Linked DNA regions of Sus scrofa: region 1 is linked to region 2. Evidence: chromatin contacts called from public HiChIP or PLAC-seq data. All regions are on one chromosome and are shown on one strand. The core of a region is the stretch at or near the end of the contact, and the rest is flanking DNA. Distances in the headings are between cores, read along the strand shown. Region 1 overlaps DCLK1 (serine/threonine-protein kinase DCLK1). Region 2 holds the start of MAB21L1 (putative nucleotidyltransferase MAB21L1).

Region 1 (5,227 bases), core at 161-2,660, 310 kb after region 2:
CTAAGGTGTAAATGCATTGTTTCATCCATCTAATAAGGTCACGGTCGGGCTTGATGATTTTAAAATGACAGTATATACTTCTATAGAACATATATACTAAGGTACTGTTGTTCTTCCATTTGTTGAGGGACAGAAGAGCACTAGAAATCATTGTTTTAATTAGCAACATCAGGAAAATGCTTTGACATTAACTCAATATACTGTCCTTTTAACTGTAAGGAAAACTGATACTGAGCATGTGCAATGGAAAGAAAGCTGGCAAATGTCTGTGAATAATGGGTGAAAAAAAGGAATGAGGGGGTGTGGCATCTCAATCAAGATTAAAATGAAACTGATAAAGCAGCATATGGACTGGATAACAAATCAAAAGCATGTTTATCCACTGAAGGAACTGGTTAATGGAGACTGCCAGCACGTTGCCATGGAAACACTGACTGTTGAGCTGCACCGTCTCATACCTTATCCAATACATTCCTGGTTGTTGGTAGTAGTCCAAAGACCCTGATCTCTTGATGGTAAACCCGTGGTCCAGCTGAGCAGAGAGAAATGGGGGCAACTCAGTGGATCAACATTATGCTAAAGGATTAAGACTCCAGACCAAGCTGTTCTTCATTGGCTATATATGTACATAGAGTTACGATGCCTCTTCTGCAGGGTGACTAGCTAATATCCTAAAGCTGTACCTTGAAAATAAAAAGGCAAGAAAAGACACTAATCCCTCATGAATATCTCGGAGGCCAGTTTGTTAGAAAAGGTCTAATTTCTCAAACAAGTTTTTGATTGCACACTTAATAATATCTTCTCAATTTCAAAAGATATAAACACCGCTTCAAATTCTATAGCAATGGAAAATGCTTTACAATAAAGTACTGAATCAGCTTTAGCCACCTGAGAGAAAGCAGATTGGACCCCCCTCAAGTCTTACCCCATCAAGCTTAAATGTGAGGGCTTCATAAATATGAAATAAAAGATGAAAATAATCAGGTTTTGAACCTCCATAAATCACAGCAATTTGGATTTCTTTAAGAGTTAATCTTCAAAAGCAGAGCTACTCTTAAAGGTGAATCAATTACATTTCTGAACTAGAAATATATAGTATAAAACAGTAAATTCTCTCTAAGAAAATAAAGAAAATGAAAGAAAAAATAGCTTTCACTGTATATTAAAAGTGCATATGTGCAGCTAAGTGCTTATGATTAACAAAAGGTATCATAAACAGAAGACAGGATAAATTCTCAGAGTTGCTCCTCTTGGAATAAGATGTTAGCCTTTGGCTACCTAGGAATAAAAGATTCAGTCCCCAAATTTGAAAAACAATAATCATGCCCTGTGCCTGCTCCCACTGTTCTGCCCACGAGAGGTTGCAAGCTGACCACTTTTCTTTCTGGAGAGGCTCATGAGCGCTTTCAGGTGTGGTACTGGCATAACACTGACGACAGTTTCTAATGCTAAATTCACAAAGGCACTTCAAAAACATGCCATAGCACCGGGCGCTTAAACTAAAAACTGCTCCGAAGATTTGGTATTCTAATTGCAAGCTAGGATAGCCCAGTGTTCTCAGAACAGAAATGTGAGATTTTAACCTTTTTAAAAACGTATGTTCGTTTTATTTAGGGGGAAAAAAAAAATCCAAGTACCCTTGCTGTTAGGAAGATGAAGGCCTGCGTTTCTGTTTCAGCCCAGGGATAGCTACGCAGTAACTAGCTCTCTACTGCCATCTGCAGGCAAAGTGTCCCCTAACACCACACTGAGGAATGCCCTCGTGCAGAGAGGTCTTCTGCTTCAGAAAAGAAGCTTCCCACTATCACAATTATTTGCACACTGATTAGTATGGATTTGTTCAATTAGACTGAAATGCTCTATTTGCATGAGCAAAATGCAAAATAAGAACTTGAAAGCATTAGGAAAATTATTGGTTAAAATAATAAACAGCATTAAATGAGGAAAAATAAATTGGAACTGACATCTGAGTCATCGGTTCTTCATCAAGCTGAGCAAATCTAATAACACCTCCCTCCCCTCCCTTCGCTCTCAAGAAGTCCACCGTTAAAATGTCATCTCTAATTCCATTTTATGTCTATAAATTGCATTTTAATAACCTTTTGTTTCCCTTTCTGTTCTGTTCTGGGTTTCTTTGCTTTGGTTTGGTTTAGTTTTAATCCCCCAACTACTGGGAAAGGTAGTGGAGGGACAATGGAGTCCTTCTGAGAGGTAGAATATTGCAGTTATAAGGACAGCAGTGGGTTTCCACCTAATCATGTCGCCTGACCTAAATGTCAGACACCTTTTCTCCTTCGAGAAGGGCCCTATGATCCCTGTGAGCCTCCAGCTGGTAATTACTCTCCTTGCCAACTCAAGGACCTTAATATAAAGTTATCATTTGTCCTTTCTTTGGTCTTAATAATGCAGGGGGTGGGAAGCAGAGAAGAAAAAAAATGACAACACGAACAAAAAACATTAAGGTTCAGAACCATGAATGCATGTTAAACTACGCTCGTGTCATAAATTACACCCATGACTAGAGTCTGTTTGTTATGACAGTATGCTCTTTTTTCCTTTGTCACTCTGAGAAAGAAAAAGTGTCATGCATTCCTTTATGAGCAGATAGTGAGGTTTCTAAATAAGGAAAGAGAATTGCCAGTTAAAAACTAATGATTTAATCGTTGATTTCCTGAAAAAAAAAAGTTGATTGATAGTACATTCTAAATTATATATATATATATATAAATTTTAAAGTGTGTATATAATTTCCAAAAAAGCAGTCCTGTTTTATTTTAGAGGCAGTTTAAAATAAAATAGATCTTTTGATACCTCTGGGGAGAGCATACATGCCCATAGGGAAAAAGTGTCTGAATGAAATTCATGCTGAAATCTGTTTTTTTCTATATCTACCAAATAGAAGTCATTACAGTATTAAATTAATTACAGAAATGTCTGTCATGTGGGTGAATTAATAATTATATTCCAATATTAAGTTGTCACATAATCTTTATAGAATGTACCATTTGTGAAGGCTCTTGTTTCCCCCTTTCACTTAAATTCTGCCTCACGGCAGAGTATCATCTCTTTGCTTTTATATTTTAGTTAGAGATGGAATACTATTTAATGCCAAGGCTCCTTTATTTTGTGATGGTCAAATGAATCTAATTCTTTGCACTTTAAGAATGGGAACGTGGCTATGGAGTTAACATTGACTTATCCAGTGCTGTTCTGAAAGTTAATAGCAAAGGCAGCCAACTGGCAAGTTTCTACTCCCAGCCCCGCCCTGAATCTGGTGACCCACCCCAGCCTCTTATGGAGGGGGTGGATATTTATGAGGGAAAAGCATTCTGGAGAAAATGCATAAATGCATATATTATGGCAGGCCAGCGTCTCCCCAAACACCTCCTGAAATTCACAACCATCTCCTCTTTGATGCTGAAATGATCGTAACTGGTCAACATGTGAACTGTGCTTTAGAACCGACAAGGCACTTTTTCAGATACTTCTCCAAAATAGTCCATCAGTCTGAGCCTGAGTTAACGTGATGATTTTTTTTGGAAACTTTGTAGTGGATAAAGAGATGAAAAAAGCATGCAGCTAACACACAACTCAGCATCACATAGCCCGTTTTACAATTTATAAGTATATCGCCAGTTGGTACAGTTTCCATGGAAACATGTTAGTGATGAACTGAGAAACTGATACTAAATTGCATTCAAAATGGTCCAGACATGATATTAAAAAAAAAAAAATCCATGGACCTATAATTATACGAACTGGGTTTTGTTTTGCTTTGTTTTGAGATCTACTTAGACAAAGTTCTAATAAACTCATATGGATTAGGTTTCAAAATTTATCCAGGTTTGATTAAAGTAGGATTTCCCCTCCAACCTGCGTTGTCTGTCCACTGGAGAAGTGCCTGGAAGTTCCTGTTCTTAGTCATTGTAAGAATCCCAGAATACTGGGAACAAAGCATTCTTGAGCAACCAAGGCAAACTTAACCAAAGGCTAATTAAAATAAAAGACCAGGAAAAACGAAAACAAAACCCAAAATGACAGAGGTAGAAAAAGCACCCTCTCTAGCAGCTGTAAGTCCTCAGCAGGAGCAGAAAAGCAGTCCTTTTCATGGACAAGCGTGCTGGCAGTCCATTCCAAAAGAAAATCGTGAAGCAAACATTCTGGAATAGACTCATGTCTTGAATGAATGATGAAAACAGAGGGTAGAATGTCTGATTTCGCTGAGAAGCACCGTGAGATTGTTACTTTCAAAAATGACTGACTTAATATTAGCTGGTAACAAAGAACACTGACAATCTATGAAGACAGGAAGGACGCTGTGTTTCGACCCTGAATTTCCTTAGAAAGAACTAGAGAGAGAGGCCGAGAAGAACAACTTGCGATGGTAAATCCCCAGCAGCGCTAAGGAGCATCGGGAAAGAGTACTCTATTCAGCGCTGTCTGTGTACTCCTAAGCCAGGTACCCATACTGCTGTAACTCCCTGCTGAAAGGGTTCAATCAGAAACCACGAAATGCAAACGGTACAGGAAGGGGATGCGTGAGCATCGTGCCATCTGCAAATTCTGGAAGCCCATGTCAGATATTTAGTAACCCAGATCTGGGATTGGTTGTATCAAATAGGTCACTTAATTATCTTTGCTTTATCTGGAGTTCTAGCACCACCAAAAAACAAAAAGAAAAACCTGTAGGAATAAATATTAAGTACTGCTGACGTGCATGACATATATTTACTAGCATAAATACTTTTTAAAATGCGACATCCTGGTGTCTGAGTTCTTTGTTTAGACAAGAAAAACAGCTCAAGTGATTTCACCTTGAATATGCTGTTAAAATGTACATACTTAGGGGAAAAAAGAGGAAATTATTAAAAACTCAAGTAATCTGGGACTTGAATATATTTACTCTAGAATGTGACACCAGGAAGTATGAGGTTTCATTATTTCTCTGCCCAATTTAATCTTTGCCTAGAGCTGCTATCAAATTGCATGTAGCATATGTCTGCATGTATGGAACAGAAAAAAAAAAAAAATCCTCGTGCAGCCGCATCAACAAAATGGTAAATGTTAAAAGACTCTCCATTTTAAAAACAGAAATTTCTAAGAAGCAAGAAATCATGATTTCTCTGGGTGTTCACAGCAATTCAGTTTCACTGAAAATCTTACTGGGGAAGCTTCCTGCCTTGCTTTGGCATTCGTTTAAGTCTCATACAAAGATGTGCAGTGTTCC
Region 2 (4,942 bases), core at 2,206-4,705:
TATCAGTTTTAATGTTGTTTTAACTTTTATGTTATTGTGCCATTTGTAAACTTTTTTTCCTGAGATTAAAATCAGGAACATGTCATTAGATAATCAAGCATCCTTTTACAAAGACGTTCCTTTAAAGTATTTTCAAGGCAGTTATCCTAAAATAGTTAAAGACAAATGCTTTCATAGATCCAGAACTTTATTATTTATATTTAATTTGTATATAGAAATAAAACATTATAAAATGCTATTTGTAGAATAGCAATTGAAATTCTAAAATTTACTCCCACCACAATTAACTAACTACCTTAAGGCCCATAGGTGATTAGCCCTTCCTGCACTTGTTGACTGTTAAAATACTCTGAAGGATACCCATGGGACTTTTACTTCTAAATCCAAAAGAACGGAATTTGAAAATGAGTTTGAATGTAGTGCATTTGATGTTAGATAATTTAAACTACGTCTTTATGTTTTTATCATTGGTTTGCCCTATGAAGTAAAAAGTAACTTTGGATATCTGATTCATTCATTCCACCAATGAAACACTTCCTGAAGAAAATAAGGTTTGACATAAAATAGGTCAGAAATTATCTTCATTTTATTAGCACAGTTAGTTTTCACACACAAATGTCCAAAGTTTTTTAGGACTTTGTTAAGTTCATTTTCTCTTAGTCTGATTTTTAACTCAGCAGTCTTGACTGTCATGATATATTGTATCCTTATATTATCAAAAATCCTACAGAAGTATTAGCCCAGAATAGCAAGATTTCACAGGTAGATTTAAATTGTGTCTGTTGTAGAATGGAATAGCCTTATACAAAGTCAGAAACTGACAGTAGGTCATTCTCTTCTGCAACTATACAAAAAGAGCTTTTCTCCAATATTTTAAGGTTTTATTTTTAATTATTTCATTAGTATATTTCCCAAAAATGTTTAAAATATTCAAGTGGATTCGATTTTCAAAATGAAGCATTGCATCTTTTAACAGAAAAACAATTCAAAGTGAGACACAACAACTTTAATTTTACTTCATTTATTAGCTTCTAATTAAATAAAAACTGGCAACAGAAATTAAAATCTAAATCACAAAAGTAATTATCCAGTGTATTTCAAGTGCATTTTTCAAATATATAATTCAGATATTCAAGCGTTATTATATAAGCTGAATTCAAATTTCTTTGAATATATTTAAATAACATTTCAAGTATATTTATGGAATGTTAGAAATAGAACAAGCAATATATTTGAAACATAATGTAAACTTTTTAAAGTTCAGACACTTTTGAAGACAGATAAAAGTACCAAGAGGAAATCTACCTTTAAATTATATCTTCGTTAGTGGAAAATGCCTGGAAGTATCCAAAATGGCAATTCAACTTCTGTTCACCAAATCACAAAACACCAACATCCACACTTGCAAAGACAAAGTGAGATCACAATATTTGTTACAAATCAAAATATACATTACACTTCCCTTCAGATGGCATATCCAAATCGTGTTTACTCACAGCCAGATGCGCCTAAATCACCAGGATTGCTATAATCCTTTGATAGTTAGGCAGTGTTCATTGCGGTCTTGCGTTAGAGCCAGGCTGTTTTCCGGGTGTTACTGTGTACTTTTCAAGGGCGATATGAAATCCTTTGTAAAGAAGTCTTCTAATACTTGCGGGTTTGGGCTTTTCTCCATCCGCTTGGCTTTCCCTACTTCTTTTCCTTCCTTTGGAGGGGTGGGTGAGATGATGCCTAAACACTGTATTAGTATTCCTTTTCAAGGAAGAGATTGTTTGCACTGTCAAGTGGAATATTAGATAGGAATCGAACAGGAAGTCTACACTTCTTGAGAACTTGGAGACTAGGAATCACATTTCGGCTGTCGATTAAATTGTCCTCTAAAGTTTTTCCAAACTTTCGGGTTGGTCAGGATCTCTCTTGCAAGTCGCCACGTTTGTTTGGCAGCGTTCTCCAGAGCCGAGTGAGGTTTGCCTTGAAACAGATCTAAGTTCGGTAAAAAGTAGTGAGGACACCGCCGGCACTGCAGGCAGGAGATAAGTTGCAGCAAAATCCCGTTAAGCCGATCACCCAGGCAAGACTCGTCCCAGTCCGACTCCCGGGGATGCTTTTCACACTCGTAGGAAACCAGAGTCTTCATGTGGTAATTGTTCAGGGGCTGGCCTGGCAGTTCGAGGTGACGATCCCGTAAGGTTTTGAGAATGGAGAGGCATTTCTTTCTGCAGCCCCCCATCTGCAGTCTGTTCTCTGCCTCCGCGAACTGCAGCACCCAGGCGTCGCTCTCCGCCGAGCTCTGCTTGCCGGCCAGGGAGTGGCACTCCTTGGACAAGAGGTTGAACCCTTCCGCTTTGACCTCCGCCACCCGGTTGGGTCCAGGCCAGGGGATGTGGGGAAGTGGCCAGTGGGCAGCACTCCTTGGCCAGATCCCAGTGCATTTAAAAGCCGGTGTGATCTGCACCACGTACCTATCTCGGATTCTCAGTTTCACTTCGCTGGTGTCTGCCACCATCTTTACCACATCCCTGTAGCTGCATTTGTCAACCGCTTGAGCCACCAGCGTCTGAAACCTGGACCGGATTTTTCGCGCCGAGAGGTAGCCGGAGGCGGTAATGAATTCCACCCAGAGGGACATGCTCCTCTTGCGCCCGTCGCTCAACTTGAGCACCGCGCAGCCAGGCAGCGAGCCGTCGTCCACAAAGTTGAACACTCCCATTTGGTTAAGGTAAAGCACCACCTCAAATTCGGTGGGGGAGATGACCTCGAGGCCCTCGTAGCGATTGTCCATCTCGTTGAGAGAGCTGATGAACCGCGGCTCCTGCACTTCCACCTCCTTCAGGACGTCGGAAACTACTTTGCAGACTTCCCGGATAGTTTTGGCAATGGCAGCTTTCCTGGCTTGGCATTTTTCGTTGTAGTATTTATTCAGATGGTAGACCAGCTTGGCCTGGGCCGCGATCATGTTGGGGCAGAGATCCGGATTGTACACCGGAGTCTCGCAGTAAGCTGTGGGATCCAATGCGGCTGCTAGAGCTGGAGCCAACTTCGGTGGAGAAACGGGCCGCGGCGCTCAGAAATGTACCAGAAACGTCTTTCCGAAGTGCTGCGGCGGTGGATTCCTAGCGGCTGCCTTCCCCTTCCTTTTATCTTTGAGCCCAGCCGGTCTTAAAGTGAAAGATTGGTCTCCCCCCGTCTCTGTCTCTCTTCCTCTTTTAAAGAATCCTTGTGTGAGAGAAAGGCCTGGAGCAATCACCTTCTCAGTAATAAAAACAAAAGTTGCGCTGAGACCCAGCAAAGCTCTTCCAGTAGTCAAAATAATCAACCCTTTTCGTATTTATTTACGCTTTCCCCGTGATCATCGTGTGTGCAGGACTGTTAATCAGATGGAGGAAAAGTGTGCTGAGTGTGAGTCGGGGGTGAGTGTGCGTGTGTATATGTCAGAAGAAGCTGCTGTTGGTTTGTCTAAGAGCCCAGATGCACTCGTGTGGAAATTATAAAGGCAGGGCCAGGCAGGCTGGCGGCCAATCGCCACTGGGCTCGTCACGACAGCCTCCGTCAGCTCCAACCCGGCTAATTAATCCCCCCTCATGGATATAGGCACACAAACGAAAGGTAGGAGGCTGCTGCCGGCAGAAAACCACCCAGGCCACCTAGACAGTTCTGGAAATCAAGAGGAATCTCTCAGCTTTGGTACTAATTGAAGCATATTGACGTTTTGAAAAGACTTGGCAAAGTGGTTCTCTTCTGTGCTGAAAACCCTGCTTGTCTTTTTACCGATGAAATGCAAATACAGGTGTACTAATGGTCATCCATCAATTGGTGAACTAGAAGGGGCTTTTTCTAAAACAAAAGTCACTAACTTGCATTTCGAGTAAGATAATTAATGGCTGTTAATCCTGGAGGTCTTTTTGAATGCAGGTTGAGAGTTTGCTCTTTCAAGTATATGCACGTTGGCTTATATGGACTAATAATACCTGTGTAATTTTCTGGATTGTTCCTATGTGAGAATTTTTTTTTTAATGTGACAGAGTTTTATCTATGTTTTTTTCCTCATTTGCAGTTGTTGAAAGGAATCTGAAAATTATGGCTGTGAGATGTCATCTACTCCAGTTTGTTAGGATGTTTTGTACACCCCTCCCCCCATCTGCAGTCCTCTTTGTACTTTGATAGACTTGCCCAACGTTATAACCAGGACACTAAGTTTTATATGCAGTGGCAGAAACAGTGTGAAATAAAATACCTCAGTGATCGAGAGATTATTTTTTTCATAATGAGCTATATTTTAATGCATGTAAATTCAGGACAGATCATAGAGATGAGACCTACTGGCAGATAACCTAAACATTTGCAGGTCTGGGGTTTCTGGCTTATTTACAAAAGTATTAAGGATGAATTTCCTCTCCTAAGTGTCCTTAGTGGTCACCTGACAGCAGACTTCTAATTTTCTATTTTATGCGATTTGATTAAAGGAAATGCTTAAGATTTTAAAAGAAAATAAATTTGTAGTTATCCAGCGTTTGTAAATTTAAATATTGTTTTGGAAAACTTTGAAAGAAATCAACATTTCTAAATTTGGGAACCTTGCAGCAGAAGGGGGAAATGGATTTATGTAGAACATCTTTCCCCCCTGGTGTGTCCTTACCAACTGTGTCCTTCTTGTACAGGAAATGGAAGAAATAACACTTGGGGGGTCTCCAGTGGTATTTAAACCTAGGCAGATTTTTATTTGCCCACCTTTAATTTAGATGCTCTCTCTTTCAAATTAAGAATATTTCCATCAGAATCCTATAATTCCTGGAACAGGTTTGTAGGCACTTTCTTTCAGAGCCACTTGTAACAAGATCTTGTTCCGGGCTCCCACTTTTACCCAGGCTTTTGATTTTTTTTCTCTTTTGCACAGGTACAGCATCATTCTTTCTCGTTATCCAAGAGTGGTAGATTCTGATAT

The links. HiChIP or PLAC-seq counts read pairs in DNA pulled down with a chosen protein or histone mark.
Region 1: a contact with region 2 is called in an H3K27ac HiChIP or PLAC-seq map of skeletal muscle, with 4 times the contacts expected there. The contact joins the enhancer-like site here to the promoter of MAB21L1 in region 2. A contact is called at or near these places in 1 of 5 promoter capture datasets (fetal skeletal muscle), 5 of 47 Hi-C or Micro-C datasets (embryonic fibroblasts, fetal skeletal muscle, heart right ventricle and 1 more) and 1 of 2 datasets of contacts at active chromatin or transcription factors (skeletal muscle).

The regions. Positions count from the first base shown.
Region 1 is chr11:11,832,936-11,838,162 of Sscrofa11.1, forward strand. All of the region lies in intron 16 of DCLK1 (serine/threonine-protein kinase DCLK1), which reads right to left. Among named protein-coding and RNA genes, the nearest start is that of MAB21L1, 310 kb to the left of the region's middle. Within about 2 kb of position 1,411, at least 8 of the 83 cell types and tissues checked have an H3K27ac peak or open chromatin away from gene starts, as enhancers often do. A contact at or near this core is called in skeletal muscle, where this site is marked.
Region 2 is chr11:11,518,181-11,523,122 of Sscrofa11.1, forward strand. MAB21L1 (putative nucleotidyltransferase MAB21L1) reads right to left here and starts at 3,456. Exons shown (of 1, transcript XM_001927778.7): 1 at 218-3,456. The coding sequence starts at 2,956. The coding sequence ends at 1,841. The region is part of intron 41 of NBEA (neurobeachin); the gene reads left to right.